Regions from separate parts of the Ovis aries genome. Here all the other regions are linked to region 2. Evidence: chromatin contacts called from public Hi-C data. All regions are on one chromosome and are shown on one strand. The core of a region is the stretch at or near the end of the contact, and the rest is flanking DNA. Distances in the headings are between cores, read along the strand shown.

The links. A called contact is a pair of places that touch in the nucleus more often than the background predicts.
Region 1: a Hi-C map of tail adipose tissue shows a contact between it and region 2, with 4 times the contacts expected there. The contact joins two enhancer-like sites. A contact is called at or near these places in 4 of 16 Hi-C or Micro-C datasets (hypothalamus, muscle, omental adipose tissue and 1 more).
Region 3: a contact with region 2 is called in a Hi-C map of tail adipose tissue, with 4 times the contacts expected there. The contact joins two enhancer-like sites. A contact is called at or near these places in 2 of 16 Hi-C or Micro-C datasets (skin fibroblasts and tail adipose tissue).

The regions. Positions count from the first base shown.
Region 1 is chr3:81,293,702-81,296,696 of ARS-UI_Ramb_v3.0, forward strand. No RefSeq gene overlaps it. Among named protein-coding and RNA genes, the nearest start is that of TRNAI-UAU, 55 kb to the right of the region's middle. Within about 2 kb of position 1,455, at least 9 of the 54 cell types and tissues checked have an H3K27ac peak or open chromatin away from gene starts, as enhancers often do. A contact at or near this core is called in tail adipose tissue, where this site is marked.
Region 2 is chr3:80,744,540-80,747,948 of ARS-UI_Ramb_v3.0, forward strand. THADA (THADA armadillo repeat containing) reads left to right here. Exons shown (of 38, transcript XM_060412225.1): 26 at 2,535-2,626. Among named protein-coding and RNA genes, the nearest start is that of THADA, 93 kb to the left of the region's middle. Within about 2 kb of position 1,267, at least 12 of the 54 cell types and tissues checked have an H3K27ac peak or open chromatin away from gene starts, as enhancers often do. A contact at or near this core is called in tail adipose tissue, where this site is marked.
Region 3 is chr3:81,333,252-81,336,341 of ARS-UI_Ramb_v3.0, forward strand. No RefSeq gene overlaps it. Among named protein-coding and RNA genes, the nearest start is that of TRNAI-UAU, 15 kb to the right of the region's middle. Within about 2 kb of position 1,285, at least 19 of the 54 cell types and tissues checked have an H3K27ac peak or open chromatin away from gene starts, as enhancers often do. A contact at or near this core is called in tail adipose tissue, where this site is marked.

The DNA.
Region 1 (2,995 bases), core at 205-2,704, 550 kb after region 2:
ACAGCACTAGTAATTCAGCCAGAGGGCAGTCATTTTTGCCCCTCAAACAAAATCCCCTAACTACATGATCAGCCTTCCCAGATCCTCACTGGAAACCCTATACCCAGCCTTTATAACACACATTAGGAGACAAGCCCGTAGCATCTAATTTCACCACATGCTGGGCTTTGGGGTGAGTATGTTGCAGTAACACATGTGGGTATGTATACAGACAGATGATAGTGAATAGCCATGTGGTAATTAGTTTAGAAACTATTTTTATTGTAAAGGAGAGGAAAAGCCCTTGATATAATCAGAAATTGTGCCTTTCCCATCCTTTCAAAACCCAAGGCTGACAGTAGAGTGACACCAACCTCAGCAGCGGCAAGAAGAAGGCTCATGGTACAGCCGGATTCTTGAGCTCAGTGCACACTTGCCGAGAGTCCCATCCACCACTTTCGGTCTCCAGAAAAGCCTCTGCTATAGCAAACAGCAAAGAAATAGAGCTATGAAACCATGCCTCCTAGATGGTGCACGCTAGGTGCAACCCTGGGAAATTAGAGAAACCAACAGTCCCTAGGCTCCCGAAGAGGAAAGGGAACAGCTTGCCTGCAACCCATGGAACCGAAAATGATTTGCAACAAAAGGAGAGAAGAAAGATACTGCCTGAAACCTGGGCCAGAACATGGACTGAAACATTCCTTTCTCAGCCCCTCCTTGAGGAGGGATTGGAAACTAATGTCAGACACATACCTTACGTTGTCTGAGATTGCTGTGGGTATGACTACCTGTTTAGAAAACCATATACGGTCCATCCATACTATAGCTTAAGTTTTCTCAACAAACCTCTTTTGCTGCCATTATGAAATTGTAAGTAAAGTCCCCTTTTCCCCAGACATGGTTTAGGAGACACAGGTGGGCCCACCTAACCATCTCAGGTGAAGATCCTGGGTCTGGAATGGGAAGCCACGTCGGCAGCCACCACCTCTGGGCAGAGGGCCAGGCCCTGGCCTACACTCATCTGGGGTCGCCCAGCTGTGCCACACATATGTGGGCTACAGGTTCTGTTTCTCCTCTTAAACCAGGCTTTCCTTGTTTCTTGAAAAAGATAAACACACCCTGAAAACTCATCTGCCGATCATTAAAGGGGAAAAAAGCCCCACAGGATTCTGAACTCCATTTTGCAAATGGCCAGAAAGATGTCGGTTGAAATGAATAATTATTTCTGGTTTAGAGGGCAGGCCACGTTTGTCTGGCTTGTACAGGCAGTTCCGGTGCTTGCAGGATATGATAGCCAGGCCTCGAAGAGCTGGGCTCCTCTCCTCCCTGCTCCGTCTCTCAAGGAAGTTCAGGGTCCCCCACCTCAGAGCGCTACCTGCATCGGCCTCTGAACACAAGACAAATGCCTTCCAGTCCTATCCCCATGGCCCTTGCAGGGCAGCGAGGACTCTAAAAGGCCGCCAGCCGAGCCCAGACCTCCAGCAACTTCCTCTCCTCTTGGCCCCAAAGAGCAGGAGGGAAGCCCAGGGGAAGCAGAAATGAACTGTTGATTTTTCTGCAACGGCTTTGATTTTTTTGTTTTTCCAAGAAGAAAACATTCAGCCCTGATCCCAGGGGAGGCAGAGAGGACAGAAACTGAAGGCTATTTCTGATCCTCTGCTTTCCCCAAAGGAAGGGTGTGAACAGCATAGAAAGAGTCCAGCCCCAGCTTCCTGGAATGGAGCCCTTGGGCAGCCTCTGCAGTCTGCAGCTAGGCTTCAATCACTTTATCTCATTTGGGAGCCTCACAGTAACCCCCCTGGGAGAATAGGAAAGGGTTGTTATTCCCACTTGATGAGTGAGGAAACTGAGGCTCTGGGGAGGTAACTAACTTTCAAGAAAGAGATGAAGTTTGGATCCTGAAACAGGACCTCTGCTTACAACCCTCCAGCCTTGTCCACCACCTGCAACTCTCTGGACTTTGCCCCTTCTAGACTCCTGCGCCCAGACCCTGCAGGCCAGCATCCCAGAAAAGACCTCACTTAGAGGGAAAGGAATGACTAATTCCCTGTCCCCGCTCTGCCACCATCTGGCTGTGCAGCCCTGGATATGTTCCTGAGCCCTCCGGGCCCTAATCTCTGTCTTCATCTGCAAAAATGATATTAATAATCCTCTCCTTGTCCACCTCAATCACGTGATGGGAGGATCGAATAAGGCACCCTACGTGAAATGGCTTTGCAAATTCTAGCATATTATACCAACATCTGGGCTGATGAATATTACCTTCATGATAGGAGTGAGCAGAAAGGTTCCTGGCCTCAAATTATCTCCCTCTCCTCCCTGGATGGGCAGTCCAGCTTCTGGTGAGTCTTGTTCCTCTTTTATCCACCTAGGAAGGCACACACACCTCTAACCATTATCGATCGTGAGTTACTTGGAGTAAGCAAGTTTATCAGCCACTCGGGGAAAATCTACAACAGAGAGCGTCCAGAACCTGCCTTGATGAAATCCACAGGATGCGTCACACAGGAGATGGTCAACATGGTGTCTCCAGGCCTGGGGAGCTCTTTTTTTGGTTCTGTACTCTGAGAGTTTCAAGAAAGGGGTGAACTGAGAACAAGAAAGAGCTCTTCTCCTCCCAACAACCAGCCCCCACCCCCAACTCACATATTCCCCACAGGCCTTAGCCTGGGCAGGAAGTGTTCCTGGGATCAGGGCCTCCTCCCTGAGCACCCAACCCCCAATAGGACACTCTAGGGGTGCAGGGCAGTTTTTTTTTCTGGGGGCCCAGTTGGGAGCAAGGAGACCCAGCCCGTCCCCCAGGTGCTCCCATTCCTGGCCTCCATCTGCCTGGGGACGCAAGCCAGGCACGGTCATTCTTGCGCCCATTCTGGACTGCACCCTTTTCTCCTGCAACTGTTGGGGGTGGCCCAGGCCCACTAGAGACAAGAGCAGCGGAAGGTGGGGTTGGTCTCCCACTTGAGTCCCTCTCCCCTCATTTTTCTGTGCCCCTGTCCCTCCTCCAGGAACCTGTCCT
Region 2 (3,409 bases), core at 17-2,516:
GAAAGCTTTTTTTTTTTTTTTTAATGGTAGTTTTTCTAAAAACTGTAACTAATTAATGGTAGAACACCACTAATTTGCTGTATCTACTGGAAAAATTAATGATAGTCATTGGCCACTAATGAGGGAACTTGATGGTGAATGGATCAGGATGGTAATCCTTCTGATCCATCTTAACATTACTCAAAGACATTATGTGTCTCCTGCCTTCAGCCTGTTGAATCAAACAAGGGAGTTTTCCTTCTGCAGGCCCTCATTCAGTCTGTAAAACAGTCCTCTATGGTTTTGATAAAGTGTGCCTCCTCAGGCTTCCCCTTTCCTCTCCAGGCAGTCCTGTTTTAACTTTACTGCCTCTGGCAGTCTTTGTCAGAAAGTTTGGTTTAGGGCAAGATGAAGTTTGTGTATTGATTTTTCTTTTCGTTTTATGCTTTTGTGTGATTCTTTAAAAAAAACAACCACCAACTTTTAATTTTATATTGGTGTGTAACCTGCTAACAATTTTGTGGTAGTTTCAGGAGCACAACAGAGCGACTCAGCCATGCATATACATGTATCTATTCTCCCCCAAACTCCCTTCCCATCGAGGCTGCAGCATAACATTGAGCAGAGTCCCCTGTGCTACACAGTAGGTCCTTTTTGGTTGTTACTTTTAAATATAGCAGTGTGTACCTGTCCATCTCAAGGTGATAGGGTCATGGATGACTTTACTAAGTCATCTTCAACCTAAGGAGTCTTTGGGAACCAAGTCCATAGACTAGGTGAGAGGTAAGACCTGAGCTAGGTCAGAGGGGATGTCAGTAGAGTACCAGGACAGAGTGACTTGTTTGGAGATATCAGGGATTTCATTAATGTTTGTTAACTGTGGAATGGATGTAAGTGAGCTTGTCCAATTTTAGAGTTTCATTGCAATTAAGGTATGAATTGTGCCGGTGTATCTGTGGTCCATTTCAAGAGTTACCGCACATAAATTGAGTCAGTCATGTGCTTCTGGAGGAGAGGTTACACACTGGTGGCTGATATGTCAAATCTGGCCCACAACTGTGTTTTATTTGGCTCCCGCAATACGGTTTTTTTTTTTTTCTTTAATTTATTGCCAACATTTCAAAATAGAATTCACATAAAACTTAGGGTTTCTGGCTTCTGTTGAAAAAGCAGAAGATCTGGCAACACCGGGCTTACATTTTCCTCAGGGCATTAGCTTCAGCTTCAGCTTAATAGTGCCTGCCTTAGACCCAGTCCTCTGCCGCCTGTGTAACTCACTGCCTTTGTGGGCGTTTGAGTGTGTGATCCTTACTGCAGTAGTTTCGGGAAGCTGTTTTCTAAATCCTACATTGTTACTGTCAGCTACCTTTCTTCTTACATTGCTATTTTAACACACTGTATAACTCCTGTCTAATTAGAATATGAGCTCTGTGTTAGCAGTAAGTGTGTGTCTTCTATTTCTGGATATTCTCCATGGTGCTAGTATACGGCCTTACATACTTAGGAAAGTCAGTACATATTTATACATCTCTACTCAGATTTGGCAAGGTAATTGAGGAAGCCCAATATCCCTGGTATAGGGCTTCCCTTGTGGCTCAGCTGGTAAAGAATCTGCCTGCAATGCAGGAGGCCTGGATTCGATCCCTGGGCTGGGAAGATCCCCTGGAGAAGGAAAAGGCTACCCACTGCAGTATTCTGGCCTGGAGAATTTCATGGACTATATAGTTGATGGGGTTGCTATAAAGAGTCAGACACGTCTGAGTCAGACATGACTGACCGACTTTCACCTTCAATGTCCCTGGTGGCTCAGATGGTAAGGAGTCCGCCTGCAGTGCAGGAGACCTGGGTTGATCCCTGGGTTGGGAAGTCCCTTGGAAGAGGGCATGGCAACCCACTCCAGTATTCTTGTCTGGAGAATCCCCATGGTTAGGAAAGCCTGGTGGGCTACAGTCCATGGAGTCCCAAAGAGTCAGACACTACTGAGCAACTAAGCACAGCACAATATGCCTTGATACTCAAGACATTTTTATGACATAGGAAACTGTCTTGATACATTGGTTGGGAAGCAGATTAGTATTTTATTGGCCATATTAATAATGTGGATCCATTGAGTTAGATCTGATAAGTATTTTCTCATAGGTAAATGATTGTAGAAAATAAAAGGAAAGAGCTAAGCTCTTTCTTGGGATATTCATCAGAAATGATGTAGAAAAATGAATTTATTGGTTTTGTTTTTTTAAAAATGGTTACTTGATGATACAGGTACAAAGAGATAATGCAACAGTTGGTGGTTGTAAAGAAGTACAGGAAAAAGCTGTGTTATGTACATGTGGTTGGATTGTTGAGCTCAGTTTAAGAGGAAGTCCTTCATAGTAATGAAGTAATTGCTATAAAGTTATTGAAAATTGTCTTATTTTATGAACACAACTCTATCTTCTTTAGCCACACACTAGGCAATCGGGTAATGGTTTTGAACATTGTAAATGTCTGAACATTGTAAATGTTGGTTTCATGCCATGAATATTTCTTAACTTGTACTGTGTATTTTTACACAGGTGAGAAATTCATCCACGCTTCTCTTCAGTACCTTGATCACAAGAATATTTGGAGTTAAAAGGGGAAAGGATGAACTTTCCAAAAAAAATAGGTAAGCTTCATCTAATGCTAACTTTATTTTTTACAAAATATCATTCTGGCCAAAAATAATTTTTAGAATTTTGCTTACTTTTATAGATTGATCTAGAGCATAAAACTATAAAAATACTATAGTAAATGAACCTATGCTGCCAAATGTTAAGCCCCTAGGCAAAAATATCTACTGTTTAATAAGTGGACCTTTCAAAGCAACAAAAATATTGGAGGTAGCAAGGGCTGAAATGTAGAGCTTGTTTTTCAGTGCAGCAGCTAAAGTTGTTTTTGTTTTGTTTTGCTTCTGATTTAATCTTCTTCAGGTATTCCTGAAATGTCCTAAATTGCTTTTTCTTAATGTGTCATCAAGTACTAGCTTGTGCAATATCTTTGCTTTTATAGTAACTGGAAGTTTAAATGTCTATGGTATACTCATCAGGCCATGTCCCAGGTTACTTCTGCATTAACCTGTAGCCAGGGGGAGTAGTTAAAGGTGCTGGACACACAGAATAAACAGTGCTTTCAACTTTTAGGTCTTCTGTGTTGTGTTTACTCTCTAAGATGTTTTTCTCTTAGGATTTTTTTTTTAATGTCTGGAGGAAAACTTATTGAAACACTTTGATTATGAGTAATCTTTGGATACAAGGCAAAAGTTCTGTTTGTTGGTTTTTAAAGAAGAGAAGCTTTGAATAGTTGTTTATTAGCAGTTGGGAGGGTTTAATGGCAGTCTGCTGGCTTGCAGTTGTTAACACTAGATGTCACTGTCGCTGCGTGTTTAATCACCTCCTGTAACTATTTAGGG
Region 3 (3,090 bases), core at 35-2,534, 590 kb after region 2:
CTTGCCTTTATAAATACAAGACCTTCATCTTCCTTAGCCCGAGGCATCCTCTCTGCCTGAGGAGAGATGAGGATGGAGTTTCGACACAAAAAGCACAAAAGAAAAATGCTGTAATGTTCGGCATCTGACCTGCAAAATATGATTATGTGGTAAGTCAAAAGACTTCTAAGCCATGCTATGCTCTTGAGAGCATATTTTCCGGATGCCTTCGTTTCTCTTCTTGAGTGTGATCAAGGCATTTTATGTAAGGGATGCCTGGGCAAGAGGAGGAAGTCCCATCTGCTTTGCTCAATAGAGGGGCCCTGGTGACAACCCTGCCCGTCTCCCAGGCTGCTCTGAACCTACCTGCCTCTGTCTCCAACACCAAGGCTCCGGGTAAGGCAGAGGAGCCTGGGAAGCTCAGCTTCACAGGCCAGCCTCAGTTTCCACAGGCCTACCTACCAAGCTGTGAGCCTGCAGGTCACCCAGGGTCACGCCCACTCAACAATGAGATGCCACAGGAAGGGAGGGGACCACTGGGTCAGTGGGAGGCCCTGTGGGAGGCAGCCAGGGGCACCACAGGGGCTCTGGACGGACAAGCAAGACCAGACCACGAGTCACAAACTCAGCAGGGACAAGCTACCTTGCCTGGAAACCAAAGGACACCACACCCCAGGATCCCAACACGTGGCTGCTGCCAGCTGTCACACAAGCTGCCCTGTCTGTCCACACACCTCCACCTTGCATCGGTGGGAGAAACTTAGGAAGTGTTCAGTTTGAAAACAACACTTTCTGTAAGCAGAATGAAAATCACTTAACAGGACAGGCTAAACTCTCAGGTCCCAGGACGTTTAAATCAAGTGGGACATTTCATTGTTTTTCTCATTGCTTATCAGATAGGAGTTGGGGGAAAGGCCAGATTAATTATACAATAAATAAAGAAATGACTTTTTACTCCGCACAGACGAATTGAAGTGTGAGCGATATTATCAATCCTAGTACACACACACACACACAAATAGAGGAACTTCCCCATTCCCACTGAAGTGCCAGCTGGCCTGGCAGAGAAGAGGTCCTGGCCTCCTCCAGGTGGGGTGGGACGGGTTGTGGCAGAACGGTCCCTTCACCCCAAGTGCCCACATTAACCTCCTTGTGCTCACACACAACGGGACTCAGCCCCCTGGCCCCTCTGTGCTTTTTGGAGAGAAAGAGCAAGGTTTTAATTCTCCTTCCAGGCCCTTCCCACCCAGGGCATTTGGGCTCCTGGCCCTGGCCGCTGTGTCAGAGGCTGTTCCTATCCCTCCCACTTCCTCTGGGAGGTGGGAACGTGGGGTGTGAACTGAGTAAGGCCCAAGCTCCGGCCCACCAGGACAAAGAGCACACGCGAGAGGAGCGATGCTGCCACCTGCTGGAGTCCAGAGGGACAGCATGAGGAGCGGTGGTCCACGGCCCGGGGTGGGCCACCGCAAAGCCCTGGCCTTGGATGATTCTTTCCTTTTTCCAGAACTGTATCTCACTTATTCCTCCATTTGGTCATCTGGTTTGCAATGTCAGTCATCCCATTTTATGGATGAGGAAACTGATATCCAAGAAAGAGCAGAATGATCTCTGACATCATGACTTGAGGATGGGTTGACGACAACATTTGACCTCCAGCTATCCAGCCAAGAGCTGTGTCCCCAGCTCAGTGCTCAGACCAGGCTGTCCTGGGAACAAGAAGAGCCCCCTTAGGAACAAGGTTGATTGGGCCACCCCAACATCCAGGGAGAGGGTGTAAGGGAAGGGGGCGTGTACATGTCCCTGCTGAGACTAAAGCAGCAGGTAGCAATAACGACCCTGGAATAGCTCACTGCCTGATATATGTCTACCACGATGCATTGCTTAAGGACTCACACACACATGATCACACAAATCGTTTCAGCCACTCTGGCACCATTTTCTGAAATGCCGCAGGAGCATGCTGGCTACTAGGACCAATGCCTGTCCTGATTAACTGGGCTCCTCCGTATCTCAGAGGGCCCACCCCACCTGCATGGTCCCTGTTCAGAGTTCTCAGTTTCATGGCCTCCCTGGTTCCCCAGTCCTCAGGATCTGGAAACCAGCCCTGCATTGCTGCTGGTGGGCAGGACTCCCCAAGTCTCAGAGTGTCCACCAGAGTACCCACACTTGGCTCGGCTATGCCTGAAGACACCTGCATCTCTGACTAGCTGACTAGGGTGCCCAGACTCTGGCCAGAGTTGGCGCTGCCATGCCCCAGGTTCTCCCCACGGCAGGGCCAATTCCCCCAGGCCCTCTGCCCCAGCAAGAAGGACGCTGGCCCCTCTGTCTTTGTCCTGCCGTGAGTAACTGCCAAATGGGGAGACTGTTTGGTTCAGAGACAGGGCTGGAGTCTAAGCCCAAATAGCCTTGAAATGCACCACCCTCAGGTAGCCACACCAGCCCTCGGCTCCATCTCAAAACCACAGCACTAATTGAAGTTTCTCTGAGGTGGCTGAGAGGGCATATTATGAAGCCATGAAAACACAATTGAAGAAAAAGAATGGGGAGCGGATATCAGGATGGGCAATGACTTTCCCGGCAAAGAAAAGCTTATACAGGGAAAGACATGACTTAAGAAAACGCTGAAACTTCTGTACACCCAAAAGTCTCAAAATAAAAGGCAAGCAGGACTCAGGGGAAGAGTTTTCCATACTCTTAACACATTTTTCCACCTATGTCTTTTAATATCCATGCTGCCTTTTTGTCGGAAACATTAGATTGGGCTTTTATCTATTAAACAGAAGTTTACTTATTTTGAAACCTTTGAATTTTGAAACTTTGAGTATATTACCTAATGACTAAAAAAAAATGGCATCTTAAATATAAATCCAACAAAATATTTTCACTGAGTCTACACGAACAGCTGATGAATGAAAATTTAATATTTAAAAACATTCCTGGTGGTCCAGTAGTTAGGACTCTACACTTTCAATTCTGGGGTCTGGGTTTAATCCCTGGTCAGGGAACTAAGATCCCACAAGCCGTGTAGCCATCCAAAAATAAAAATCCTAAGGGGATTTCTGCCCCAGCCCCCAGCTCAGACAACTGGGAATGGCGGAACTGCAAAAGTGA